Linked DNA regions of Arachis hypogaea: region 2 is linked to region 1. The links are chromatin contacts, called in public Hi-C maps. All regions are on one chromosome and are shown on one strand. Each heading gives the region's core, a stretch centred on a gene start, on an enhancer-like site or on the middle of the called end of the contact. The rest is flanking DNA. Distances are from core to core; before and after follow the strand shown. Region 1 holds the start of LOC112784336. Region 2 overlaps LOC112784852 (pentatricopeptide repeat-containing protein At4g33990).

Evidence for each region. A called contact is a pair of places that touch in the nucleus more often than the background predicts.
Region 2: a Hi-C map of leaf shows a contact between it and region 1, with 2.9 times the contacts expected there. The contact joins the enhancer-like site here to the promoter of LOC112784336 in region 1. A contact is called at or near these places in 2 of 8 Hi-C or Micro-C datasets (leaf and an unstated tissue).

The regions. Positions count from the first base shown.
Region 1 is chr20:30,217,955-30,225,140 of arahy.Tifrunner.gnm2.J5K5, reverse strand. It overlaps LOC112784336, which reads left to right and starts at 4,526. Exons shown (of 5, transcript XM_025827490.3): 1 at 4,526-4,783; 2 at 5,469-5,540; 3 at 5,628-5,702; 4 at 6,811-6,891; 5 at 7,001-7,140. The coding sequence starts at 4,757. The coding sequence ends at 7,087. LOC112784335 (large ribosomal subunit protein bL31c) reads left to right here and starts at 7,001. Exons shown (of 2, transcript XM_025827489.3): 1 at 7,001-7,186. The coding sequence starts at 7,183. It also overlaps the pseudogene LOC140182668.
Region 2 is chr20:30,566,081-30,573,266 of arahy.Tifrunner.gnm2.J5K5, reverse strand. LOC112784852 (pentatricopeptide repeat-containing protein At4g33990) reads left to right here. Exons shown (of 4, transcript XM_072231643.1): 3 at 653-4,354; 4 at 4,454-4,866. The coding sequence ends at 3,175. It also overlaps the pseudogene LOC112784854. Among protein-coding and RNA genes, the nearest start is that of LOC112784852, 6.1 kb to the left of the region's middle. Within about 2 kb of position 4,761, at least 1 of the 3 cell types and tissues checked has open chromatin away from gene starts, as enhancers often do.

The DNA.
Region 1 (7,186 bases), core at 3,277-5,776:
AACAATTGATGTAAATTTGTATTTTGTAATAGCTGTTGTTTTATACCTTTGCTATTATATTTTCTAGTTACGTGAAACCGGTTTTACCGGTTCAACCAGTGATTTATCGGTTGAACCAGTAAACCAGTAACCTGACCGGTTTGATCACCGATTCGGTTCTTACAACTATGCCTTGCTTACCAACTCCTCCCTCAGCCCTCTCCCTTCCAAGTTCCAACCCTATAATTTCCATTGCAACCTAGTTCGGCGTCGTCTGTCCCTCTGTCTCTCTCTCTCAAACTGCAGCAGCAGTGGTGCTCACTAAGCCAGCGCTGCCTAGCATTCAAAATTTAGTCGCCTCTGGAAGCTCTGCTCGGCCCTCTTCTCCTCTACGTCGTTGCGTCTGGCCCTCTTCTGTCTCGCACGTTGGTAGCTCTTTGATCCTCTTCTCTCTCGCACAAGCTCTTCTCCTATGCGTCTCTGTATAATCGTTCCTCCTTCACTAGCAATTCTGTTTCGCTCCTCCCTGCCTCGCCGTCTGTTTCGCTCCTACCTCGCCGTCAGTTTCGTGCCTCCCTCGCCGCGCGGTAACCAGTGCTTGTTCGTTTTTTTTTTTGTCGTTAATAACTTGATTTTGATGATTTTGAGTTTCTATCTCTGATTATATGATTCTGTAATTTGGATTAATGTTTATGATTATGAGTTTCTGATGGATTTGTTATGTTTTTTCTTTTATTAATTTGTATGAAACTGAAATAAACTATGATGTTGAAGAATTTTAATTATTCTGGATTAATTTTGTTGATGGTGTTTCACTGATTTGTTAAATTTTACTGGCTGAGTAGATGGTATCTTGCCAAATTTTTTGGTATAATTTTGTTCATGGGTTGTTCTTCTCTGCTGAGTTAATTTTTCTGAAAATTTTCTGGATGTAATTTGTGTTGTTTTTGGCTATATGTAATTTGGATTGTTTTGTGCCTTGAAAAACTTGTTGTCTTATAATAAAAAAATTAATAAATTTCTGGGTATTAGATTGGTACTCTTCTTAATTCTTTCTGTTCCTTTTTCCTTTTATTCTGTGGCCTGTTGCTTGAATTTTGGATTCTCGGGGTTGTGTGGGTATGGGTTGTTTGTTTGGTTGTTCCAATTTGGGAATTTTTATGGTCAGAAGTAGATTGCTGAAATTTCAGTTGATTCTTTATGATTTTGTGGTGTGCTGTGGCTTCTTGTTTTGTGGGATAGAAGCCAATTTTATTGAGCATTTTGTTTTGAAATGAATTTGCGTTTACTGCATATCTTTTGTAAAGAGAACTTGTTTTTAAGACAACGAAAATTCATTCTAAGGCCGACTTAAGTACCTCATATATTTGTAGATGCTTCAGAATTCTTCTTACAAATCCTATCTAGTCTTTTATGATGCTTTGGCCCCTTTAAAATATGCACTCACTTGGTATCATTGGTGGGATTTAGTGAAATAGCAAAACTTGTTTCATTTAATAAAGATATATGTTGTTAAGTATTAACTTTGGGTTCTTATTGGCTTTTTATTCTATTTTATTAGATGGAAGAGATATGGAAGTTGATGTAAACTCTGAATTTTTGAATTTTATTAGTTTATAAATCATTGAATTTAAATATTTAAAATTATATATTGAATTTTTAATAATTTCATTGTATATTTAATTAAACCGGTTCAACTATGGTTCGACCTCGGTTGGACCATTGAACCAGTCACTTGACCGGTTCAGTTCTCACAACCTGATACCTTATGTTTACTGCCAATTGTGAAATACTGCACTAAAAGTGATTAACATCCACTTCAGGTTATGGTATACTGGTATCTCTTTCTACATCCTTGTTGATCAAGAATGCAATTTTTCGGAGGGTCTGAAATCAGTCCATCACCTCCTGTACCGACAGCTTCAGGGAACAATGGCCATATGATGTATGTGTTCAATAGGAATGGTGTATGCTTGCTCTATCGGGAGTGGAATCGCCCATTGCGGACATTGAATGCTCAGCAAGACCATAAGTTAATGTTTGGACTTCTTTTTTCACTGAAGTCACTAACAGCGAAGATGGACCCTACCATGTATGTTGGTTATTTTATTTAAATAAATATACACAAAGTTAAGAATTGTTGCAAAATTATGCAACAGATATAATTTCGGGTGAGGGTAGTGCGTTAACAATGTTGACCATTTTTCATGGATAATTGACCATTTTTGTTACATTGTTGCCAAGGTACCTTCTTAAGAATAGTTTTTACATTTATACATCATTTTCTGTGCGATGTGTAGAAATTACAGCACTAGACAATGATAAGGAGTTAAGTTGGGCCTAGGTGATAAACCTGCAATTGAAAATTAAGTCCTTAGTTTTGGTTGTCAATTCCTAAATGGTCATGTAAGTAATGTTTATAACCTCGCACCATGGTATCATTAAGTTAATAATGTGCTATGATCTCATAGAACTTAATGGGATGGTTGTTTATTCTGATGTGCCCTTCATTTTTATCCTAATTAAGTGTAGTTTTCTCCTGTTTGTTATATTTTGTTTGTGAAATTGCTTTATTACGGTATCTTGTCTACTATTTCAGCAATTAGCCATTGATCAACAATATAGATGATGATGGATGTTTTGTATGATTGTAAAACGAGTTTCTTTGGTGTAGACTTTTTATACTGAACCGGTAGGTTTAGTTCACGTATTCCAACTTATTGTGCAGTGCAGAGAAAGGAAACCTTGGTGTGCCTCAGTTGCCCGGCCAAGGTTGTTAATTTCACAGTTTCCGAACTAATACATATAAACTTAGTTTCATGGAAAGTCCTTCCGGAATAAAGGTCAGCTACAACAATGTTCTTGTATACCTTAAGATGTAGTTGGTGCTGATTTAAGTTGTAATTAATTTTTATTTGGCACTTTGTCCATATTTGTAATTAACTTGTGGTTATGATTATATTGAGATTCTCCATGATTTTCATGTTTCATGCAGATTATCCTAGTGACTCATCCTCGAACCGGTGATCTGCGGGACTCCTTGAAGTATATCTACAATTTGTATGTTGAATATGTTGTCAAGAATCCACTCTATACACCCGGATCTCCTATTAGGTAACGTAGTATATATCACTTTTTCTTCTCAATTTTCCCCCTTATTTACCATGGAAGAACTTGTTTGATGAATCAATCTTTGATGGGTTTGTGTAGGTGTCAGCTGTTCAATACAACATTGGACCAGTATGTGAGAGGCATTGCCTAGAAGCTATGAAGTTCCCAATCACCATTATTGGTGAACCATTGATCACCATTATAACTAAACTCATTATTTTGTGAAGATTTTTAATAGCTTTTTTTATCCTTTCATCTAAAATTGAATCTTTCCTTTTTCTGTCCACCAAACCACCACGCATAGTTGACTGAATTCTACTATAGTGTCCAGTCGTTAATGTGATCTTGAAGATCTTTGATCTTCAGTTGTTTTTGCTAGAGTTGCTGCTGCGATATTGAGCTTCTCTTGTATCAACATTCAACAGAGCTATTGATTTATTCAATCTTATAGCATATGATGTATTCAATCTTAATTAGATATTGGCCCCTACCTTGGTAGCAAAACGCACACGTTTTGGGCACATGGTTAAGGTGTATGTGTCTCAGTAATTTACGTTAACCCTTGTCATTCTTCAATCCAGCGTTCTTATTCTTCTCTTCTTCACGATCTTTTTTCCTTTTTCTTTAAGATTCCTAATTCTTTTTCTTCTACAAACTAAAATTCCTATCTTTTTTTTTCTCCTCCCAATTAAAATATCTAATTCATCATCTCTAATACCTCGTAGGAAGTAGCATTTGATTAACTGACTGGAAATAAATGATAATATGTATTTGTTATAGCCAAAAGTTTGAACTTGTGAGACCTTAAACACACAGAAGATTATAGTACGTTTTGACTTACAAATGATATGATATCACACCATTTGCTAAACATTTGAACGAATATACTAATGAATATTCGTGAGATTATTTGGTGAGACAAAAGTGTTGCATTTGGCATCAAAACTAAATGAGTATTTACATATCATTTTCTTTATGACTAGTTGAATTAATAGGTTGTTTTGGCATTTTGGTTTGGTGTAAGTATTGAATATAAACTCCTAAAAAGGAAAGTTTCTAAATTCTAAAGGAATACAATGATGCTTTCAAATGAATTGATTGAAATCAAGAAAAAAACATCAGTGTTTCTTTTACTTTTAACTTTTTTATTAACAAGACACATAAATCCCTAATTATTTATTATTAACAAGACACATAAATCCCTAATTATTTATTTGAAGGATTAACAAGAAGATTTGGAGAATGATCCTCTCAATTTTTTCTTTCATTGTTTGATAAAATGTGATCATATTTTTTAGGTAAGAAAAAAAATATGTGACAAAAATATTAAATGTATTTTATCAAACAATTAAAAAAAACATAATAATTAAAAAGATCCACTCCCAAAGATTTGAATGTCCAATAAAATCAATTATCAATTATCAAAATTCAAAAGTGGGGATGTCAATTTTGTATGGTTGAGGAGCGGGTTGTCATTTATGTAAAAGGATAGGGGTGGGATGGGATTTTACTCATCTACATTTTAGTATTTTACACACCTTTGTACACAGCTCAATCGAAATTCACCAATCTCTTCGTTCGTTAATTTTAGTCGCTCGTTTTCGTTTTTTTTTCATAGCCTCTGTCTCCATTTCCCGCTCACTATTCGGTTTATTAGCTTGCAACAATGGAAGCTTCCACTTCTTCCTACAAGGTTCGTCTTCTTCTCCTTCCAATCTAGGGTTCCTCTTTCCGTCAATTATATTTCAATTATTTCAAAGCATCGTTCAATTAGAGATTGGCTGTTTAATGTATATTACCTTCTGAAGTTCTATCCCTGTTTTCACGTTACTTGCAGAGATGTAGTTATAGTTACTGTATTTGTTTATATAACAGTAACATAACTAACTAACTAACTAACTAACTAACTAACTGAATTCAGTTAACAACGAGCTGAGTCTGTTGTGGCAGTTTAACTCGCATGGAACTGCAACTCTTATCATCTTTTATTATGTAACTGTGTGTGTGCATCTGCATCATATCTATACTTAAGTGTTTCGTAGATCCTATTCTCATTGTCATAATTACTTTTTACTAATACTGTGTATCTTTACCGTTTTCTTATTTTTATATTTATATAGATGTGTGTTATTTCAACATAAGAAAATTGGTTTAAGGAGAAGTAGAACAAATTTGATGTTAAAAGTGCATAACCAGAAAAATATAACCACAATGTTTGCCAGAAATCATGGTGATGGTTGGATCTAGCTTAGGGGTTAGGACAATGACACCCCATGCTAGCAGTGAAGTTCTGACTAAAGCTCTGGTTGTCTACAATTTTAGTTTAAGTCAGATTATGGAATCACGTTGAATGTTTGATGATATATTATCATTTGCAGATTATATTGGGATCATCCTCAGTAGCACGGCGCAAGATACTATCTGAAATGGGGTACGAATTCACGAAAATGGTAAGTAAATGACATTCGTTTAACAATGATTGGATTGGATTTTAAGGTGTGGACGTGGCTTCTTTAATCTTTTGTATTTACGTGCAGACTGCTGATATTGATGAGAAGAGCATCCGAAAGGAAACTCCTGAAGAGCTGGTTATGGCTCTAGCTGAAGCCAAGGTTTGCCTTCTAGTCATTACTTTTTTAGTGTTCTCTATATCTCACAAATGAATTACTTGATATTGCTTAATTTCTTTTTATAAAAAAGAATGTTGCTTAAAATTGTATGTGTTTTTTTCCCCCATTCAATTATAGAATTGCATACCCCCCCCCCCCCCTTCTCAAACTTTTTTTTTTTTATAAATTATATTTTAAAGTAAGCATACATAACTGCATTCATTGTCATCAGTGAACCAGCAAAGAAAGTTCTGTTTGGTGCTAGTGCTGTATTAGATGAGATAATAGATATTTTGCTTCTTTCTGAGAGAGAGTAGAGAGACGTTATAAAGGCATGCTGTAACTGCTTTTTATGATGTCACCTAGTTTTTTGCTTTCAGTGTTTTGTTTCCCTTTCCTTCATGGAAGGCCATGCTATGATCAATTATCCTCTGATTTTGGATGTGATTATGTATCAGGCTAATGCCATCATATCAAAACTTCAAACTACCAGTAACCAAGAGAGGGTTGATGAATCAATGATTTTAATTGCGGCAGACACAGTACATCTTGCTTCCTTTCTGGTCATTGGCAACTGTTAGTTAGGTGTTAATGGTTGTTGTTAGGTGGTGTTACCCAGGCCATTTATTAAATGAGGATATGTAGCTTACTAGCTTCTTTTGAAGAGGTTATAGCTTATTAGATAAATAGTAAATTAGCCAGCCATGTGAAGAAATGAAGATACTCGAACACTTCATTCCTTTTGTAACAAAGTAAACCGTTTATTTTTTTTTTTTCTGTCCTCTTTTTCAGTTTTTCATGCTTATCTGATAGGAACATTCAAAGTTGAGGATGTCGTTGTTAGGTTCAGGAACGATCAAAGTAAATGATTTGGGTTTATCTTCTCTTGTCTTCATCAAACCATTTCAGAGCAATATCTTGCTCAGTTTTTTTTTTTTTTTTTAATTGTTGCATCAGTGTGTCTGTGTGTGTTCTTTTTCTTTGTGTGACTCTTCTCTAAATAGTTATGTGGAGATGTTATGTAACTATTCACACTTTCAAAAATACTACATCACTTTTATTCATGAAGCTGCTACTCAGGTACTTATCATCTCTCATTTTTATTCCTTAGGCAGAAGCTATCTTACAGAAGCTCCCTGTTGATGACTACCTAAAGGATGCTGAGCCAACACTATTAATTACTTGTGACCAAGTATACATCATATTCTTCCGAGTTATAAATATTTCTTCTCTAGTTTTCCTTTGTTCTTCCGTCACATGTTACTAAAGCAACAACATCACTTGATATTCTTTTTCTGAAGGAAACAGAAACAAGTCAAATAAGAATACCTATGGGCCTATTGGATCGTGATTGTCGGCCCATAAATCAAATAACCACATCCACATAGCCATCGTGGTCAACATCATCACCTCCATAATCTCATCTTCTCTCTCTCTCTCTCTCTCTCTCTCTCTCTCTCTCTCTCTCTCCTGCAGAACAAAAATGG
Region 2 (7,186 bases), core at 3,512-6,011, 350 kb before region 1:
ATATTTGAAAAAGTTTATTTAGCCTTTGTTAAGATTATGCTGAAAATTATGCTAAAATTATGCTCATTGCTACTGCTCATTGTTAATTTTTTTTTGTTTTGTGCTGTGCTAAAAATAATTTAGCTGAAATTATGCTCATTGCTACTACTCATTATTAATATTTGAAAAGGTTTATTAGCCTTTCTTAAAATTATGCTGAAATTATGCTCATTGTTGCTGTTCATTGTTAATCTGAAAAAGTTTACGCCGAAACCTTGTTAACTTGTTAATCTTTAGATATCTTTTTTTTTTATTTGACTTTTGAATTTGTATTTTGATAAGATCATAAGACTTTAGTTGATATAATATTTTAAATTTGAATGACATTTTAAGATTTATATTAGACTATAATTATGTTTTAGTATGCTTATTTATATTTTATTTATTATTTTATTATAAAACGGTTTTTCCGGTTGGACCAGTAAACTAGTGAACCAGTAACTATAATAGTTCGATGACCGGTTCAGTTTTCAAAACTTTGGTTTTGATGCTAGTATTCTTGTGACCAAGGTTGTGATTGTTCTTTATTAATCTGTGATTGGCAATTGCTGTCAATTGGAATTTCCTTTTTAGTTATTATATATTGATCTATTTTGATGCTGGCATTGTGAAGGTTAGGCTCCCTCATCTCATGCCACTCTTCACTCCTATGTATGTGTTCACTTCTCACATTTGTGCCCATTTCCAAACTCAACCTCGTCTCGTTTCCAAGGTTCTTTCATTGCAGAGATGGCTTCACCATGCACATGCAACTCCCATACACTTCCACAAGAGCATCAAACTTGGCACTTCCACTTCCGGTTTCGATTTCGATTTCAATTTCGACGTTCTGATCCGAGTTTGCAGGGACATCAACATCGCTAAGATGCTTCACACTCTTCTCATTGTGCTGGGAAAAGCTCAAGATGTTATTTTGTCAACAAAGCTGGTTAATTTGTATGCATCTCTTGGGGACATCACATTCTCTCGCTCCACCTTCAACCAGCTTCAGAGAAAGAATATCTTTTCTTGGAATTCAATGGTGGCTGCTTATGTTCGCAGCTGCCGGCGCCATGAGGCATTGAGCTGTTTCAATGAATTCTTGTTAGTATCTGGTTTAAGGCCTGATTTTTATACGTTTCCACCTGTGTTGAAAGCTTGTGTGAATCTGATTGATGGCAAGAAGATACATTGCTATGTTGTGAAGTTGGGTTTTGAACGGGATGTATTTGTGGCTGCCTCATTGATCAACTTGTATTCGCGGTTTGGTGCTTTGGATGTTGCATATGAGCTGTTTGATGAAATGCCTGATCGAGATGTGGGTATGTGGAATGCAATGATTTCCGCGTTTTGTCAGAATGGGAATGCTGACGAGGCATTGCATGTCTTGAATAGGATGAGAAGTGAGGGGCTGAAGATGGATCCTGTTACTGTGTCGAGTGTACTTCCTGTTTGTGCGCAGTCGGGTGATATTGTTAGCGGGATGTTGATTCACTTGTATGTGATAAAGCATGGTTTGGAGATGGACGTGTTTGTATCAAATGCTTTGATCAATGTGTATTCAAAGTTTGGAAGGCTTGGGGATGCACAGAGGGTTTTTGATCACATGGAAGTTAGGGATCGGGTATCTTGGAATTCTATAATTGCTGCATACGAGCAGAATGATGATCCAACTACTGCACTCAGGTTGTTTAAAGAGATGCAGTTTGTTGGAATTCAGCCTGAGTTTTTGACAATTGTGAGTTTGGCTTCAATCTTTGGTCAGTTAAGTGATCGAAGGATAAGCAGTTCAATTCATGGATTCATTATTAGGCATGAATGGCTTGAAAAGGATGTTGTGATTGGAAATGCACTTGTGAATATGTATGCAAAATTGGGAGCTATGGATTGTGCTTGCACGGTTTTTGAACAACTTCCTGTTAAAGATATAATATCATGGAACACTTTGATCACAGGTTACACGCAGAATGGTCTTGCAAGTGAGGCAATTGATGCTTTCAACATGATGGAAGAGTGTACAAAGATAATCCCCACCCAAGGGACATGGGTGAGCATTCTCCCTGCATATTCACACGTTGGAGCTTTGCAACAGGGAATGAAAATTCATGGAAGGTTAATTAAGAACTGTCTGTACAAGGATGTCTTTGTGGCTACCAGCCTAATTGACATGTACGGAAAATGTGGGAGGTTAGTTGATGGCATGTCATTATTCAATGAAATTCCACGGGAAACTTCAGTTCCTTGGAATGCCATAATATCGTCTCTTGGGATTCATGGGGATGGAGAAGTAGCACTCCAACTTTTTAAGGATATGCTAGCTGAAGGGGTAGAGCCAGATCATATCACATTCATATCTTTGTTGTCGGCATGTAGTCATTCTGGGTTAGTGAATGAGGGTGAACGCTGTTTTGATTTGATGCAGAAAGAGTATGGAATCAAGCCAAATTTAAGACATTATGGTTGCATGGTTGATTTGCTTGGAAGAGCTGGATATTTGGAGAAGGCGTATAATTTAGTGAGCAGCATGTCGATGCAGCCTGATGCGTCGATCTGGGGTGCTCTTCTAAGTGCTTGTAGAATACATGGAAATGTAGATTTGGGTACCTTTGCTTCAAGTCGTTTGTTGGAAGTTGATTCTGAAAATGTTGGCTATTATGTTTTGCTGTCAAATATGTATGCAAACGTTGGCAAATGGGAAGGGGTGACTAAAGTAAGATCATTGGCCAGAGGTCGCGGTCTGAAGAAGATTCCTGGATGGAGTTCTGTTGTAGTGGGAAATATAGTTGAAGTCTTCTACACTGGGAACCAAACCCATCCTAAATGCACAGAGATATACGAAGAATTAAGGGTTTTGGCTTCCAAAATGAAGAGCCTCGGTTATGTTCCGGACTACAGTTTTGTCCTGCAAGATGTTGAGGATGACGAGAAAGAGCAGATTTTGATGAGTCATTGCGAGAGATTGGCAATGGCATTTGGTATTATTAGCACCCCACCAAGAAGTCCCATTAGGATATTCAAGAACTTGCGTGTCTGTGGTGATTGCCATAATGCAGCTAAGTTCATATCCAAAATTACTGAGAGGGACATTATTATGAGGGATTCAAATCGCTTCCATCACTTCAAACATGGGATTTGCTCATGCGGTGATTACTGGTAGTGTCGCTAAAGTTTGGGAGTTTGAGAAGGATGTCCTTAAATTAAGACCTTGTATGACAAAGCAGGCTTTGGTTGCTCGTTGCATTGTCAACCTGATTTTTATTGGTGACGATCTACTTTGATGTAAGAGTATGGTCTTTTAGGATTGAAAGAGGAGAATTGAAGCAGTGGTTAAGCGTAACGAAGTCTTTTCTTTGCTCACACAGCAAGACAACTGCGTGATGGAGTTACTCGAAATCTACAAAATTTTTTGGCTGCTACCAATAGTGATAACTCCAACAACCGAGATGACACTACGAGAAACACTTCACTTGGGAGAGGTGGCTTTGGTAGAGGAGCACGTGACAGAGGCTGTGGTAATTCTAGTAGAGGAGGTTACACCAAAATTTGTTCCTTCTGCAACAACGTCGGTCACTTGGTAGACGTATGCTACCAAAAGCATGGGTTTCCTCCCCATATGAAGCAACAATCCAAAGGAGTCAGCATCAATAATATGACTCCCAAAGAGAAATGTAATGATAAAGGCAGCCTAACCTCATCTCAGTTTGCAGATCATAATAACTCCAAAGTTTCATTATCACTAGAACAAAGGCAACTCTTAATGTCCCTCGTTCAACAAGATGACACACAGCTTCAAGGTGCGAATCCAATTGAAGAGTGGCATGAGATGAGGGAGTCTAACCTTCACACACCAGCATCAAAATAGATCAATGTACAACAACTAAAGAAAAAAAAAAAAATCCAATTGACTTGCCTATTACAGATTAATATACAATAAAGAACAATCACATAACCTTGGTAACAACTCAAAACACTAGCATCAAAACATATCAATATACAATAAATAGTCAAAAATCCAATTGATAGAAATTATAAATTATCAACAGTGCGGTTTGTCTCTTTCTCATAGTTGATGCAAAGCATTGCTTGCAGCCACTATAGCCACTCCCAATTCCCAAGGAGTCAAGAACTCACTATACACTACTGGTGTGTGGTTCTCTCTGTACCTTCTAACACCAGAAGCAAAATAAAAGCCGGAAGAAGCTTTGGTTTGGCGAAATGGCTTCTGGATTGGTACTATCACGTCCTGTTACTTTTGTAACTGGCAATGCCAAAAAGATTGATGAAGTTCGTGCCATCTTGGGCCGGTCCATACCATTTCAGTCCCTCAAACTTGACTGTAATACTTCACTCTTTCTCTCTAATTCTTTTAATTTAACCCTTTCTTCTGTTTGTTTTTTGTTTTTATTCTTATAAGGGTTTTGTTTTGTTTTTGCAGTGCCAGAGATGCAAGGAGGGCCTGAAGATATCTCCAAAGAGAAGGCTCGTTTGGCTGCTCCAGTTATTCACTCACAATCTGGCTTTCACTGATTCCATTATGTGTGTGATTTTAGGGTCGAATTTTCTTTTTTTCCCTCAATTTTTTAACCTTTCTGATGGCTTTTCAAATGTATGTTAAGGTTAATGGACCTGTGTTGGTTGAAGACACTTGCCTTTGTTTAAATGCGATGAAAGGTCTTCCAGGATGGTATAATTATCTTATTTTACATCATTCTAAGTTGGGAGTAGTATTCAACCTGACACTGCTTTTGTTTGAATGTTTTTAATTTTTTTTTTACAGGGCCTTACATGTAAGTTCTATTTCACATTTTATCATCATCTTAAGTTACTCTCTTTTTGGGTTCACAAAAAGTGTTTTTTATTTTATGTCTGTTCTATAAGACCAATACCTTGATACTATGAAAATAAAAGAATAAGGAAAAGGACAATTTCTCAAAATTGGTTAATAATACGGTGGTAGATCGACAAATGAAAGCAGGGGGTCATTCTATAACATTTTAGGAATGGGTTCCCTTGTATGTAAGAATAGTTGCTGAATAAGCACTGTGTCAGATTGTTCATATCAAAATTTAAACCCACTTTTATTTCTTGATCATAAATCTGTGATGGTAGTACTGTCTTGGTAGTGGAAATCACTATATGCTACCAATTTATATTTGATTCACCATTTGCATATGATTCATTTGTTCTAGTAAGATTATGACCATATACATCATCCAAATGGTTAAGAAAATGTTTTATCTTGTCAGTTTTTATTTCAGCCCTGAAATTAGCTCTATAGCTGAGAAGTTGTACAAGTGGTCTTAAAGTTAATTATATTTCTTAAGGGGTCTAGGCTCAATGTTGATGAATTTATTTAAAGTAAATACTCAAAATGGATCCATTGTGTACATTAAAGTTGGAACTTCTTATTGATGCAGCCTTATTTGCAGTGTTCCAATTGTATGATAGCACAGTGATTATCTTTCTTTTTTTCTCACCTCCGCTTGACTTTCTGAAATCTGATTTTCTTCCTCTGCGCTTTTTCTGAATTAGCCAAATTCCACTCCGTCTTCTTCCTTCCGATGATAAGTGATCTTTCTCATATGTTTTTCATAGACTTGTTCCAGTGGAGCTACTGAATACTTTCGAACAAGGGTTGAATCAAGAGTGCTATGCTTTATTATTCACTGTGTGTTGTAGAAATGCATTTTCACTGCAACAACAAACCCATCTTCCTACAAACTCGGGTTTGTTACATGGATTTTCGTTTGGCTTTGGGCTTGATATTGTATCATAAATCCACTTATCTCTTTCTATCCACTTATGTCAGTTTTAGACTCCACCTAGGGAATGCATAGCTAATCCAATCCTTTCCACATTTTTGACATTTCTAATCATATTCATCCCAGTTTCTCTGCCCATCCATTATGACTGTCTTTGCACATGATTAGAATTCTGCAGTCCAACATTCTTTGACTGTAATTCAGTAAAAGTTTACCTTCTAGGACCTATTCGAATCGAATAATACCAGCCAATAAGAGTGATATAGATAATAAGGCAGCAGGAATAAGAATAACCTTGGCAGGAAAAGCTGTTAACAAAGGTTGAACATTTACAGATCAATAGAAAGGGGGTGGAAGAGTCGGTTAGGGCCTATTTGTGTAAAAAGAATTTAAGCGCTTGTGTGTAAAGAACTAAATTTGCAACTGAGTTCTTTTGTGTTTGGATATGCAGTGACAGCCGCTTCCTTTTAGTGTTTTAAATACTTCTTAAGAAGCTAAATATTCTACTACTCAAAAATCACTAGAAGAGTTTTTGGGAGGGTTAAGATGTATAATCGAACAGGGAAAAATGTTAGAAATGTGAATTTTAACTTATAACAACTATTGAATGTATAGCTAGCTGAACGACTTAAGTCTTAGACTCTTAGTCAATACCAAAACTAGTTTTTAATCACTAAGAAGTTGGATTATTCTAATATATTATTCATATGTGGATCTACCTAAGGTTATATGCAATCTTTTGTCATAGTCTAACGAGTTTAATAAATCATGCAGCAAATGGTTTTTGCAGAAGATTGGTCATGAAGGTTGTCCGTAAGCTGATTTATTCTGAATTAACCTTCACTTCTTTGAGTGCCTTTCTTCAGGATATCTCAGAATCTGATCTACTCATTTCCAACTTATTTTCCAGGTCTCAACAATTTGTTGAGGGCATATGATAATAAATCAGCTTATGCCTTATGTGTATTTTCCTTTGCGATTGGCCCAAATAGGGAACCTATCACATTTGCTTGGAAAAACTCCGGTATTTCTCTGAAATCCCATATGGTGTTTTTGTCTACCACATATTATACACATTTTAACTCCGCCTATGTTACATTTGCGGTACATAGCCGGTCCCAAGTCCGGATAAAGGAGGAGGGTTGTGTTAGGTCTTCGACAACCAACATAAAAATATAGTCGAATTCCCGTGACATGAATCAAAGACATTATTGCGCTAAAGCTAGGTCGTTGCCCGGAAGCAACGTGCTGTATGGCTCGAGTACGGTGTCAAATGAGCAAGAGCAGCTGCATTGGTGCCCGGATGTAGTGTTAAATGAGCAAGGGTTCTCGCGTTTTCGTGAACGGACGAGGGTAAATAAGCTAAGTTCACAAAGTAAAAGGTAAAGGTTGGAGCGACAGAAGGT